Linked DNA regions of Anser cygnoides: region 2 is linked to region 1. A link is a contact called in public Hi-C data. All regions are on one chromosome and are shown on one strand. The core of a region is the stretch at or near the end of the contact, and the rest is flanking DNA. Distances in the headings are between cores, read along the strand shown.

Evidence for each region. Hi-C and Micro-C count contacts between places; a contact is called where the count stands out from the background.
Region 2: a Hi-C map of liver shows a contact between it and region 1, with 6 times the contacts expected there. The contact joins the promoter of LOC106046814 here to the enhancer-like site in region 1.

What each region holds. Positions count from the first base shown.
Region 1 is chr2:715,766-721,532 of Taihu_goose_T2T_genome, forward strand. No RefSeq gene overlaps it. Among named protein-coding and RNA genes, the nearest start is that of RARRES2, 40 kb to the left of the region's middle. Within about 2 kb of position 3,771, at least 1 of the 3 cell types and tissues checked has open chromatin away from gene starts, as enhancers often do. A contact at or near this core is called in liver, where this site is marked.
Region 2 is chr2:1,309,145-1,315,028 of Taihu_goose_T2T_genome, forward strand. LOC106046814 (GTPase IMAP family member 1-like) reads right to left here and starts at 3,745. Exons shown (of 2, transcript XM_013198001.3): 1 at 2,993-3,745; 2 at 620-2,252. The coding sequence starts at 2,224. The coding sequence ends at 1,409. MYO1G (myosin IG) reads right to left here. Exons shown (of 22, transcript XM_048053351.2): 19 at 5,863-5,884; 20 at 5,669-5,782; 21 at 5,248-5,402; 22 at 4,739-5,152. The coding sequence ends at 4,996.

The DNA of each region.
Region 1 (5,767 bases), core at 2,521-5,020:
GGTGGGAAGGGACCCCAAAGCCCAGCTGGTTCCAACCCCCTGCCATGCCCAGGGCCCCCTGCCCCCAGCCCAGGCTGCCCCCAGCCCCATCCAGCCTGGCCTTGGGCACTGCCAGGGATGGGGCACCCACAGCTCCTGGGGGCAGCCTGCGCCAGGCCTCACCGCTCGCAGGGGGAAGGATTTCTGCCTTGGATCTAACCCAGACCCACCCTCTGATGGCTTAAAGCCGTCACCCCGTGTCCTATCCCTACCCCCCCTGCCCGAGAGTCCCTCCCCAGCCCTCCTGCAGCCCCTGCAGGCACTGGAGGCTGCCGTGAGGTCTCCCCAGGGCCTTCTCCTTTAGCCGCCTTCTCATTCAGTCAGCCGGGCGCAGTGCTGCTGAGGCTGAGGCTGGGTTTGCGTCCTCGTGCAGCCTCACGCACGCTTGTGCACGCTGTGCACGGGCCCTCTGGGGAGGCCACGGGCTCGAGGATTTCCCGAGGCTGCCTCTCATCTTCCCGCTCCTTAGGCTGTGTTGTGCCAGGTTCAGGGCAGGTGGGGCCCCAGTGGTTGGTTACGGCCTGAGGCACAGCGCAGGGTGCAAAGTCCTGCCCCAAAACCTCGATATCTGTGTGCCTGAGGCATGGAGCGCGTGCCCAGCCAGCGCCGGCCATGCTGGGGCCGTGCAGGGCAGGCGGAGGGGCTGGGGGTGATCCAGCCCAGAAACCACTGGGTGCTTTTTGCTTAGCACGTGGCTTCTTGTAAAGGGAGTGCTTCAGCCTGGCCGTTTGAGTACTCGGTGCAGTCCCGGGCTGCCGGGGAGCTGCGGCATGCACTTCTGCTTTCTCTTTCTGCCTTCAGAAGAGGTCTGGATGCTGGCCCTTTGAGGCAGCCTTATCCAGACTCCCCTGGGGTCCCTCGGGGCCACGTGTTGCTACTGATGGTCCCTGGGGACCGCTGCTGGGGCAGCGGGGACGTGGGCTGCCCACACCGTGTTGTCGAGGCTGGAGGGGAAGCCGGAGCTAATCGTGGGGCTCGGGGGTCACACCGACAGCTGGCTGACACCGAGCCCAGACGAGCTGCTCCTGGCTCTGCGCAGGCTCCGTTGCTCCCGCCTGCAAACACGCTGGGGCTGCGAGCCCTGGGCTGCAGGTCCCCCAGACAGGCTTTTCCCGTAAATGTGCTGAGCTCCGGGCAGTGCAGAGAGTGAAACTCAGAGCGACGGGAGGCAAAGGGAACCTGAGCTCTCGCTCAAAGGGCAGCTCCCTGGTCTCACATCCGTGCTGGGCGGCTTGGCCTGGATTTGCGCTTGGAATTTCCTGAGCCCAGCTGCAGGACCTTGCACTTGGCCTTGTTGAACCTCATGAGGTCCGTACAGGCCCACTTCTTAAGCCTGTCCGGATCCCTCTGGGTGGCATCCCTTCCCTCCAGCGTGGGGGACAGGGTCAAATGCTTTGCACAAGCCCAGGCAGATGATGTCAGTTGCTCTTCCCCTAGCCAGCAGTGCCGTAACCCTGTCACAGGAGGCCACCAGATTTGTCAGGCATGATATGTCGGATCTGCTCCATGATCTCGCCAGGCATAGAGGTGAGACTGACTGGCCTGTAGACAACCAGGTCTTCCCTCTTCCCCTCTTTCCAAGTGGGGGTTATGTTTTCCCTCCTCCACTTAGTGGGAAGTTCACCGGACTTCCACGACTTCTCAGCTGTGATGGACAGTGGCGTAGCGACTCCATCCAGTCTCGGGGCGTGGGGCCGCTCCACGCCGCTCGTGCTTGGGGCAGCAGCAGCACCGTGGAATTTGCTCAGGGTCTCGCTGTGGAAGTGTCTGTGCTCCCGAACAACCGCTACGCGTATTGAGGCCCTGCTTCCCAGGACGTGGCTGAACATTGCTCATTGATGGGAAGTAGAGAGTAACTGCATTTCTCTCTCTGTGCTTCCGCACAGCCTTTGCCTTGTTTTTTCTTTTCTTTCTTTTTTTTTTTCCCCTCTCTCTTTTGTATTAAATTAAATCATCCGTATCCCGAGCCTTGAACTCTTTGTGTCACGTTTTCTCCCCCTTCCTCTCTGAGGGAGTGAGAGAGCGGCCGTGGTGGAACTCAGCTGCCCAGCCGAGTAAAACCACCACACTGCAATGTAGGCTATTACTAGGATGGTAAATAACAAGGTGTGCCAGGTCCAGATAGGAAAGCAACCCCTTCCTCCAGCTCAGGGAGGATTTGCAAGTCCTGAAGTCAAAACAAGCGGTGCCCAGAAGGCGTAGGACCTGACTGAGCAAAAGCTTATCAACCCATTATCTTGGGTTAATTTGGGTTTCTTGGCTGCCAAAGCTCAAGTAGAGTTGAAGCTGGCCAGGAGCATGGGGGACAATAAAAAAGGCTTTTTAAAGTATATTAATGGGAAAAGGAGGACCAGAGCAAACATTGGTCTGACACTTGATGAGGATGGACACCTCACAAACAGGGACATAGACAAAGGAGAGACGTTTAACGCAGTACTCGCCCCTGCCTCTGTCTTCAGCACCAGTGATGGGCTCTGGGGCATCAGCTACCCGCAGCTGGGGGATGGTGACTGCAGGCACGACAAACTCCCGGTTAACCCCAAACTTGTGCAGACTTGCTGCTCCGCCTGGATGCCTCTAAGTCTATGAGGCCTGATGGGATTCATCCCAGAGTACTCAGAGAACTAGCCGATGTCAGCTAGTTCATTGCCATTGCCATTCAGCAACATGAAGTTTAACAAGAGCAAGTGTCAGATTCTGCACCTGGGAAAGGGCAACCCTGGCTATACATAAAGACTGGGGGACGAGGCGCTGGAGAGCAGCCATAAGAAAGGGGTCGGGGGGTTTTGATCGACAGCAAACTGAGCGCGAGCCAGCAGTGTGCCTTGGTGGCTGGGAGGGCCAACCGTATCCTGGGGTGCATCCAGCACGGCATTGCTAGCCAGTCAAAGGAAGTGATCATCCTGCTCCGCTCCGTGCTGGTGCGGCCTCACCTGGAGTACTGTGTGCAGTTCTGGGCACCACAGGATAAGAAAAAACTGTTAAAGAGCGTCCGAAGGAGGGCAACAAAGGTGGTATAGGGTCTAGAGGGGAAGACATACGAGGTGTGGCTGAAGTTGCTTGGATTGTTCAGCGTGGAGAAGAGATGAGGGGAGGCCTCGTGGTGGCCTGCAGCTCCCTCACGAGGGGAGCGGAGGGGCAGGCGCTGAGCTCTGCTCCCTGGGGACAGCGACAGGAGCCGAGGGACCGGCCCGGAGCTGGGGCAGGGGAGGGTCAGGCTGGGGGTTAGGGAAAGGTTCTGCACCCAGAGGTGGTCGGGCACTGGGACGGGCTGCCCGGGGACGGGGGCACGGCCCCGAGCTGCCGGAGCTCAAGGAGCGTTTGGACACCTCTGTCAGACATAGGGTCTGATTTTTTGGGTGGTCCTTTGGGGACCCAGGACTTGGACTCGATGATCCTCGTGGGTCCCTTCCAACTCAGATATTCTATGATTCCATGATATTAAGTAATCAGTATGTGCTTCATGTCTGGGAGTCATAAATTAACATAGCGGTTTGGTTTAAAAGTTCAGTGTGTAATCAGAATGTGCATCTCATCTAGGAGTCCTAAACAGACTTTGTCAATTGTCTTTAAGGACCAATTGGAATTAAAATATATACATATATGCATATGTTCACACACGCATACATAAATATGTCGGTATGCTTATAGACTATTACTGGGATGGTAAATAACAAGGTCTGCCAGGTCCAGATGGGAAAGCAACCCCTTCCTCCAGCTCAGGGAGGAATTGCAAGTCCTGAAGTCAGAACAAGCGGTGCCCGGGAGGCGTTGGACGTGACTGAGCAAAAGCTTATCAGTAAACAAGACACACACATACTGGTTACGTACTGAGCGTGAAACCAAACTGCTAAATTAACTTAAGACTCACAGATGCAAAGCATGTACCAGTTACTCACTTTGCGATTACAAATCATCATGCAAAAGATTTACGGTTTCGATCTTTTAAAGGGATGGCCCCTACACCAGGTCCCTGGGTGGCTGCAGGAGAAACCAGCGCCCTCCCCGTGTGGCTCCTGCAGCACCCAGGCACACTCGTGCCCTGTGCCACCTTGAAACCCTCCCCGCCGGCACAGAGTTTCGCCACCCCCGCCATCCCACCCGTGTCTTCATGCAGCTCCCGCGCTGGCCTCACCATCGACACCCAGCGTGGCCGCGCTGCAGCAGAGGCAGTGTCCCCATGGAACCCTTGCAGCCACCAGGAAGTGGCAGTGGCGTTGGCGGCGGCGTTGGCGGTGGCATTGGCACTGGCAGCCTGGAGCACGGCCCTCGTGGCATTAGGGGGCACGCAAGGCGCAGGCAGCACCAGATCCTCCCATGGGGACACCCGGCAGGGCCTGGCAAAGGACGCGGAGAACCCCATGTGTCCCAGTAGCAGCACCCACCTGTCCAGAACCCCCTGCTGTGACACTGGGCTGCTGCAGCAGCGTTCTCGGAGACAGAGGCTGGGGCTGCTGGCACCGCTGTGCCCGGCACTGGTACAGGCACAGGACAGCATTCAGCCTCCTGGCACGGACACTCGGCAGCCTACAAATGCCCGTGCACCAGCCCAAATATCGGTTTCGATCCTGTGCAGCTCTGGAGGTGTGACTTTGGGTTCTGTTGTCCACTTTGCTGTCTGCATTTCAGCGTGAGCCTTGCAGCGCTACTCTGCTTCTAACCCAGCGTGCTGCCCCGGGTCCCCCTTGCCTGTGCTCCAGTGTTTGAATGCAAAAATTGGCTGGAAATGAGAAGTGTGGCAGAGGACGGGAGCAAGCACAGTCTTGGCTTGTTCTTGTGGTGACGCCTCCTACCCACAGCACTGCTGCTGCGCTTAACACAGCGACAGAAACTCCCTGGGTGGAGGTGCACACAGGGCCTGCATTTTGCCTTAATCCTAAGGTTAAATGCTCATTTTCTTGCCATTGTAAGCAAGCGGTGCAAAATTATTACAGGGCTGCTTGCATTTCAAGCCTTGTTCCAGGTCAGCAGAAGTATTCTGTACCTCCAGGAAATGTGTTGGGGCCCTCAGAGTCTCCAGCAGTTTGTGGCACACAGCCCCCAACCCCCTCCCCCCCCAACACACTTCTTTTGCCCCTTCCCTTTGAGGAGCGGCTGAGGGAGCTGGGCTTGTTCAGCCTGGAGAAGAGGAGGCTCAGGGGCGACCTCATCGCTCTCTACAGGTACCTTAAAGGAGGCTGTAGCGAGGTGGGGGTCGGTCTGTTCTCCCACGTGCCTGGTGACAGGACGAGGGGGAACGGGCTAAAGTTGTGCCAGGGGAGGTTTAGGTTGGATGTTAGGAAGAACTTCTTTACTGAAAGGGTTGTTAGGCATTGGGATGGGCTGCCCAGGGAGGTGGTTGAGTCACCATCCCTGGGGGTCTTTAAGAGACGTTTAGATGTAGCCCTTAGTGATATGGTTTAGTGGGGGACTTGTTAGTGTTAGGTCAGAGGTTGGACGCGGTGGTCTTGGAGGTCTCTTCCCACCTAGATGGTTCTGGGGTTCTGTGATTCCTCGCAACCTGCAGCTCCTCTCCTCGCGCAGAGGGATGGTGGCAGCCAGGACTCAGCACTGGATGCCTTCAGGTCACGCTGGGCCGGTTTTAGGATAGCATTGATACTGATTATGCCACCGGAGGTCACTGGTATATATACATACGCTGATACACATAGAGCGCTACCTAAAACACAACTATTACGCTAACTCTGATAATTTCTCCAGTAACAATTCAACCTCAGTTATTTAATTA
Region 2 (5,884 bases), core at 2,495-4,994, 590 kb after region 1:
CCCGATGTTTTCCCTCCCTCATTCTCCTCCCTCACCCTCTCTACCAGCATCTTCCTCAGCGTCTTCCCTCTTTCTCTTCCCTTGGTGGCCTCCCTCATTCCCACCCCTCATTCTCACCCTCAGCGTCACCCCTTAGCGTCTCCCCTCAATGTCTTCCTTTGGTGATGTTCCTCACTCTCTTCCCTCACCCTCTCCCTCAGCATCTCCCTCGTTCTCCTCCCTGTAAGACCTCCCTCATTCCCTCCCCTCATTCCGTCCCCTCAGCGAGGGACAGGCTGACAGCCCTGGGGCACCTGGCACGGCACGGCAAGAAGGGCTTTGCCATCCTCCCCTCCCGCCACACACGTGGATGCACAGGGACCGAGTGCGGGGCCGAGGGATTTTAACGCGTTATATCCCTCGGGAGCACGTGGCAAGCCCCCAGGGCCGAGCAGGGGCTGTAGGGCAGGGCTGTGCGTTCCTGCTGGCTGCCGGGGGCCCACATCCGTGCCCCAGAGCGCTCCGTGTGCGGGCGGACGTGGGCACCCTGTCGATTGCTCGGCCGAGGGCACGGAGGTGTTGGCGTTGCCCGAAAAAGTGGCTCCTTTACCCGGTGTGCAATAAGCCAGTTCCCACGCACTCAGGAGAGAGATTGCTTTTATTCAGGCCTGGGTGCTCGGTGCATTTTCCACAGATCAGGCACACCCGATGTTGACTTCCTTGCTACATGTAGACATTAAATTCATGACTATTCTGCTATCTAATACATATTCATTCTAATCTACATTGTGTATTTACGTATTGTCGTTCTAAAGGATCCTTCCCTGGCCCTTCTGCGCATGCCTTCCTTTCTTTGGGGGCCCTTGGTGGTGTTCCCTGATGAAGCACCCTGACCCCTTTTATCCATCGATGGCCACACGTCACCTAAGCACATCCTAAGGCTACTTTCTCTTGCCAACCTTCCTTGGTTTCTTCCAGAAGGAGCATTTTGTCCCTGATCGAAGGGAGCCAAGGTTAAAAGTTAAACGTAATTTTTGCCCTGTACTACATAAATGATACGTGATCAAGGGATGCTCAATTAAACATAGACAATTCCTCTTCTTTTCCAAGGGAGAGTTGGTTCCATTGCAGCAGGACTTGGGGGTCCCATCTATGTGTGCCAACACCTGGTGGGGTGCCCAGAGCCAAGACACAAGGGCATGGGTAATGCTGGAAGCACAAGGATGCATGGTGAGAGATTAGGGAAGTCTTTTTTTTTGCTGTGCGGGTGTCTGAGCGCTGGCACAGGCTGCCCAGAGCCGTGCTGGGGTCTCCATCCCTGGAGATGTCCGACACCCAATGGACACGGTGCTGGGCAGCCGGTGCTGGGGACCCTGCCTGGGCAGGGATGGAACACGCGGTGTGCAGAGGTGCCTCCAGCCCCAGGCGTTCAGTGTTTCCATGGTGCTGTCATTCCTCGCACCCGTGCGATAAGGAAACCCAGGGAAATCACAGCCGCGGTGAAGGCAATCAGCCCCAAAGCCGCGACGACTGTCCTGCAGCCGGACCGCTCCCTCTTTATCCTGCGTGCTCTGTACCTCCTCATGTGATACTCCACCTTCCCTTCTGTTAAATCGGGCTCCAGGTACATCTCATTGCTGTAGCAACCGCCCCCATTCGCCTGCACCATGCAGCGGACCATCCCCATCAGCTCCGCGACCTGCTGGTCCCGTTCGGCTCCAGCTGCCCGGTTGTTGAAGCCGCAGTACCTGTTCCCGCACCTCTGGATCAGCTCGCGGAGAGCTTTGTTGTCAGTACAGGACACGAAGTCGTGCAGAGATCGCCCCGCCAGCTCTTCTGCACGGGTGAATATGACGATCGTGTGCCCCAGAACTTCAGCTCCAAAGATGTCCTGCAGTCTCTCTGCGGCCTCCTTGTCCTCCTGGGTGAATCGGCCCAGCTGGGTCACCAGCAGCAGCGCGTGGGGGCCCGGGGAGGACAGCTTGACGCACTGGAAAATTTCTTGGTGCACCTCATCACTGGCATCACTTGGGTTGAAAATGTCGGCCGTGTCAACCACCGTGAAGTCCTCGCCGTCCCAGTGCCCTTGTGCTTTCTTACACCTCACGGTCACTGGCTGGGTGGACAGCTTGGACTCAAATACACGTTCCCCGACGAGGGTGTTCCCCGTGGCGCTTTTCCCCCCACCAGCCTTCCCAGCCAGGATCAGCCTCATCTCCAAGCCCCCGCCGACCCCGGGCAGCATGTAGACACGCCGGACGGCCACGGCCACGCTGCGGAGACAAAAGCAGACGCCCAGGGCTCCGTCAGCAGGCACCCAGAGGCTGGGAGCGTTACCGACAGCAGAAGGGATTTTCACTAAAAGCGGGGATGGTTTCGAAGCCTCGCTGCTGGCGACTGGAGGCTGCGGGGCTCTGTGTGCCCCCGCTGCAGGAAGGGCTCGGGAGGCTGCAGCTGGGTCAGGCTGCGGTGGCACCGGGCCAGACGGGGTCCCCTGGATCGCGCTGCAGCGTGTGCGGCCACAGCAGTGCACAGACAGCAGCAAGGAACAGAAAATGAAAATGAAAGCCAGAACCGCGAGGTGCAGCGGGGAAACAGAGCAGCGAGGCAGCCTCAGTCAGCACAGGATCACAGGGGGGAGGGAAGGCAGCGTGGTGGCAGGGACCCTCGGGTGGTGGCAGGGACCCTCAGGTGGTGGCAGGGACCCTCGGGGCAGTGACACTCGTGAAGCCGGGGCCCCGTGTGGGGCTGAGCATGGTGCCGAGGGGCTCCCCTGGGCTGGGGCTGGGGCTGGAGCCAGGGCTGGGGCCATGCAAGCGCCTGGGGCTGGGGAGGTTTGTGCTGTGCCCACGCCGAGCATGGGGAGCGAGGAGTGGGGAGAAAGGGAGGAGAGAGAAGGGGACAGGGGGAAGAGCCCCTTCCCTGCCCCGCTGCCCTGCGCCAGTTCCCCAGCCCCCCTCAAAGCCCTTCCCGCTGGCACAGAGCTTTGCAGCCCCTGACCTTCAGCCCGTACCTTCCCGCAGGTCCTGCGCTGGCGTTCGCCTTGTCCCTGCGGGACGCTCACAACCACCAGGAAGTGAAAGTGGTGACGGAAGCAGCCCGGAGCACGGCCCTCGTGTCAGAGGGATGGCACGCAGGGCGAGGGCAGCTCTGGCTCCTCCTGCGGGGATGCTCAGCAGGGCTCAGTGAAGGGTCCCAAAAGAAGCAGCCACCCTCTGGACCCCCGTGCTGGGACACCGGGCCGCCACACCTCGTGCCGCGCTGGAAGCAGAGGCTGGGGGCTGCTGGCACCACGGTCACTTTGCTTTGCAGGGGAGGGCTGGGCAGGATTTGTGCCGCCAGAAAGGCACCGAGCGGCTGGGGATGACCGGGAACAGAGCCCGGCTGGTGCTGTTTTTGTGTCCCAGCCTGCTCAGAGGGGAACAGCCTCTGCCCTCAGGCATGGGCAGCCGGGCTCAGAGCCTCTTCGTCCTTGTGGTGCTGCCTGGCCGCTGGCTCCGTGCCCTCCTGGCAGCACCCAGGGCTCCCCCACGGCTCGATGCAGGGGACGAGGACATTTCCTGGGAGGCGCCGCCTGGCTCTAGCCCTGCGCATCCCCAGGTCCGCAGCCGTCCCTGCAATGCCCCGGGCACACCGCTGGCATTGAGCAGGAGACGAAGCAAAACCAACTCGGCAGCCGCAAGCTCGGTGCTGTTGTTTTCACGCCGGGCCTGCAGCAGGGTTACAGTGAAAATCGGCCGCTTGCTGCCTTGTTAAGCAACACGGCGCAGTCAACAGGAAAAAGAAATCCAGCCCGGCCCCGTCTACCGGTAGTGCGAGAAGCGGTTGTACAGAGACTCAACTGCCTGCCACCCCCGGAAAACACCCTGCACGCAACGCACGCGATGCCCAGGACCGTTGCTTGGGTGCAGCAGCAGCAGCAGCGCAGGCACCGCGCGCATCGCAAGCACCGCACGCGTCGCAGGCACTGCAGCCACTGGAGGCACCTGGCGGTGCCACACCTGGAAGCAGCCCGTGGGGCGTGGGGGCACAGAGGTGCCCGTGCCACCCCAGGGATACCCAGGGATGGACGGCAGCACGCGGGGCTCTGCAGCGGATGGGGACGTCACCCGGGGGGACCCTGCCGGTCAGTGGGGACACGGCCGATGCTCAGGGGACCCCAAATGTCTGTGCGTGAGCCCCCACGAGTCACCTGTCCCTGACAGCTCCAGAGGCGGGGGGGACATGGCTGTCCTAGCCCTGGTCCCAGTCTCTGCCCGCCCCAGTTCCTGCCTTGCTGAGGTTCCTCCCCAGGGCAGGAGCAGCAGCAGCTGCTGCAGAGCTCCTGTGTCAGAGCTGTGACAACCTGTCAGCGCAGGGAACGGCACTGCTGGGACATCAACACGGGGTGTCAGGGACATGGGGACCCCGGGGACATCAGGGCACAGAGATCTGGGACAGTGGGACCCAGATATCCAGGGCACAGGGACACCAGGACTTGGGACACACAGACGTTGGGACACCAGGACCTGGGGACATTGGGACCCAGTGACCCGGCACATAGTGACACCAGTACTCAGGACACATGGATATTGGGACCCAGGACAAAGCGACAGCAGGACACAGGGGCACAAGGACCCCAGGTGTCAGGGACATCGGGACGTGGGACACAGGGGCCCTGGGAGACAGGGAGCTGGCACAGGGGTCCCCAGGGGCTCCAGTGCCCCCCGGTGTGGGGCTGCACCACGAACAGAGGGCTGGGAGGGGGTCCCAGACACACTCACGCCTGTGCTCCCATCCAGCTCTCTTTATTCCCAGTGCACTCAGAGGCTTTGGCATCGCCCAGGGGAGGGGAGGACGCGGGGTGGGGGGCACGCGGGGCCGGGGGCATCCCCGGGGAGGCTCCTGGGCACGTGCCAGCGGGACGGGGCATGGGGCAGGGATGAGGACGCTGCTGTCCCCCTGGCCCCGCGCGGGGACCACCGCAGCACCAGTGGCAGTGCAGGGAGGGGGGACACACGCAGGGCAGCCGCCCCTTCATCTCTCGGGCCAGTAGAGCACGAAGCCGTCGCGGCTCTTGCGGAAATCGGGGGCGGCCAGGCCCGGCCGCGTCTCCACGGTCAGCAGCCTCTTGCGCCCGCGCAGGCTCAGCTGGATGCAGTCGGAGACGCGGACCTGCAGCTCCCGCTTGGTCCTGCAAGGGCACGGCTTCAGCACGGGGGGGCACTTTGGGGGGGCCTTCAGCGCCCCGTCGGGTGCCCCCCCCCGGGCAGACCCGGCCCCACTCACGCTCGGCAGTGCTCCAGCAGGACGCCCACCAGCTCGCCCACCCGGTTGTCCCCCGGCGGCTGCGTCTTGTGCAGGCAGACGGCCAGGTCGTCGTGGCTCTGCGTGTGGAAGACCACCAGCTGCGCCTGGCAGCTCGTCACGCTCAGCCCCGTCACCTGCGGGTGTCACAAGCATGCAGGGGCATCACGGACATGCAGAGGTGTCACGGCACCGCGGTGGTGTCACGGCACCACGAGGGTGTCACGGCACCGCGGTGGTGTCACGGCACCGTGGCGGGGACAGCGTGACGCCCCCATCCCGGGGAGCTGCGCCGTGCCAACGTGGGTGGGATACGGGGACAGTGGAGGGGTCTTCATGTGGGACGGGGGCAGCCAGGACGGGCACGGGCACCCTGGTGCCAGCCGGTGCTGGGGACACTCACGGTGCTGAGGGGCAGCGCCCGCATCACCCGGTACTGCTGCCGGGGCTCCAGCTTGTAGAGGTGCTGGTCGGTGATGAGGATGGCGCGGTCGCGGCTCTTGTTGAAGCGGTTGATCTGCGGGGCAGGGAGATGAGTTGAGGGGGTGGGGGGGGGGGACACCGACGGGGACGTGCCGGTCCCACCGAGCCCCTCACCTTGCGGACGTGTCCGGAGAAG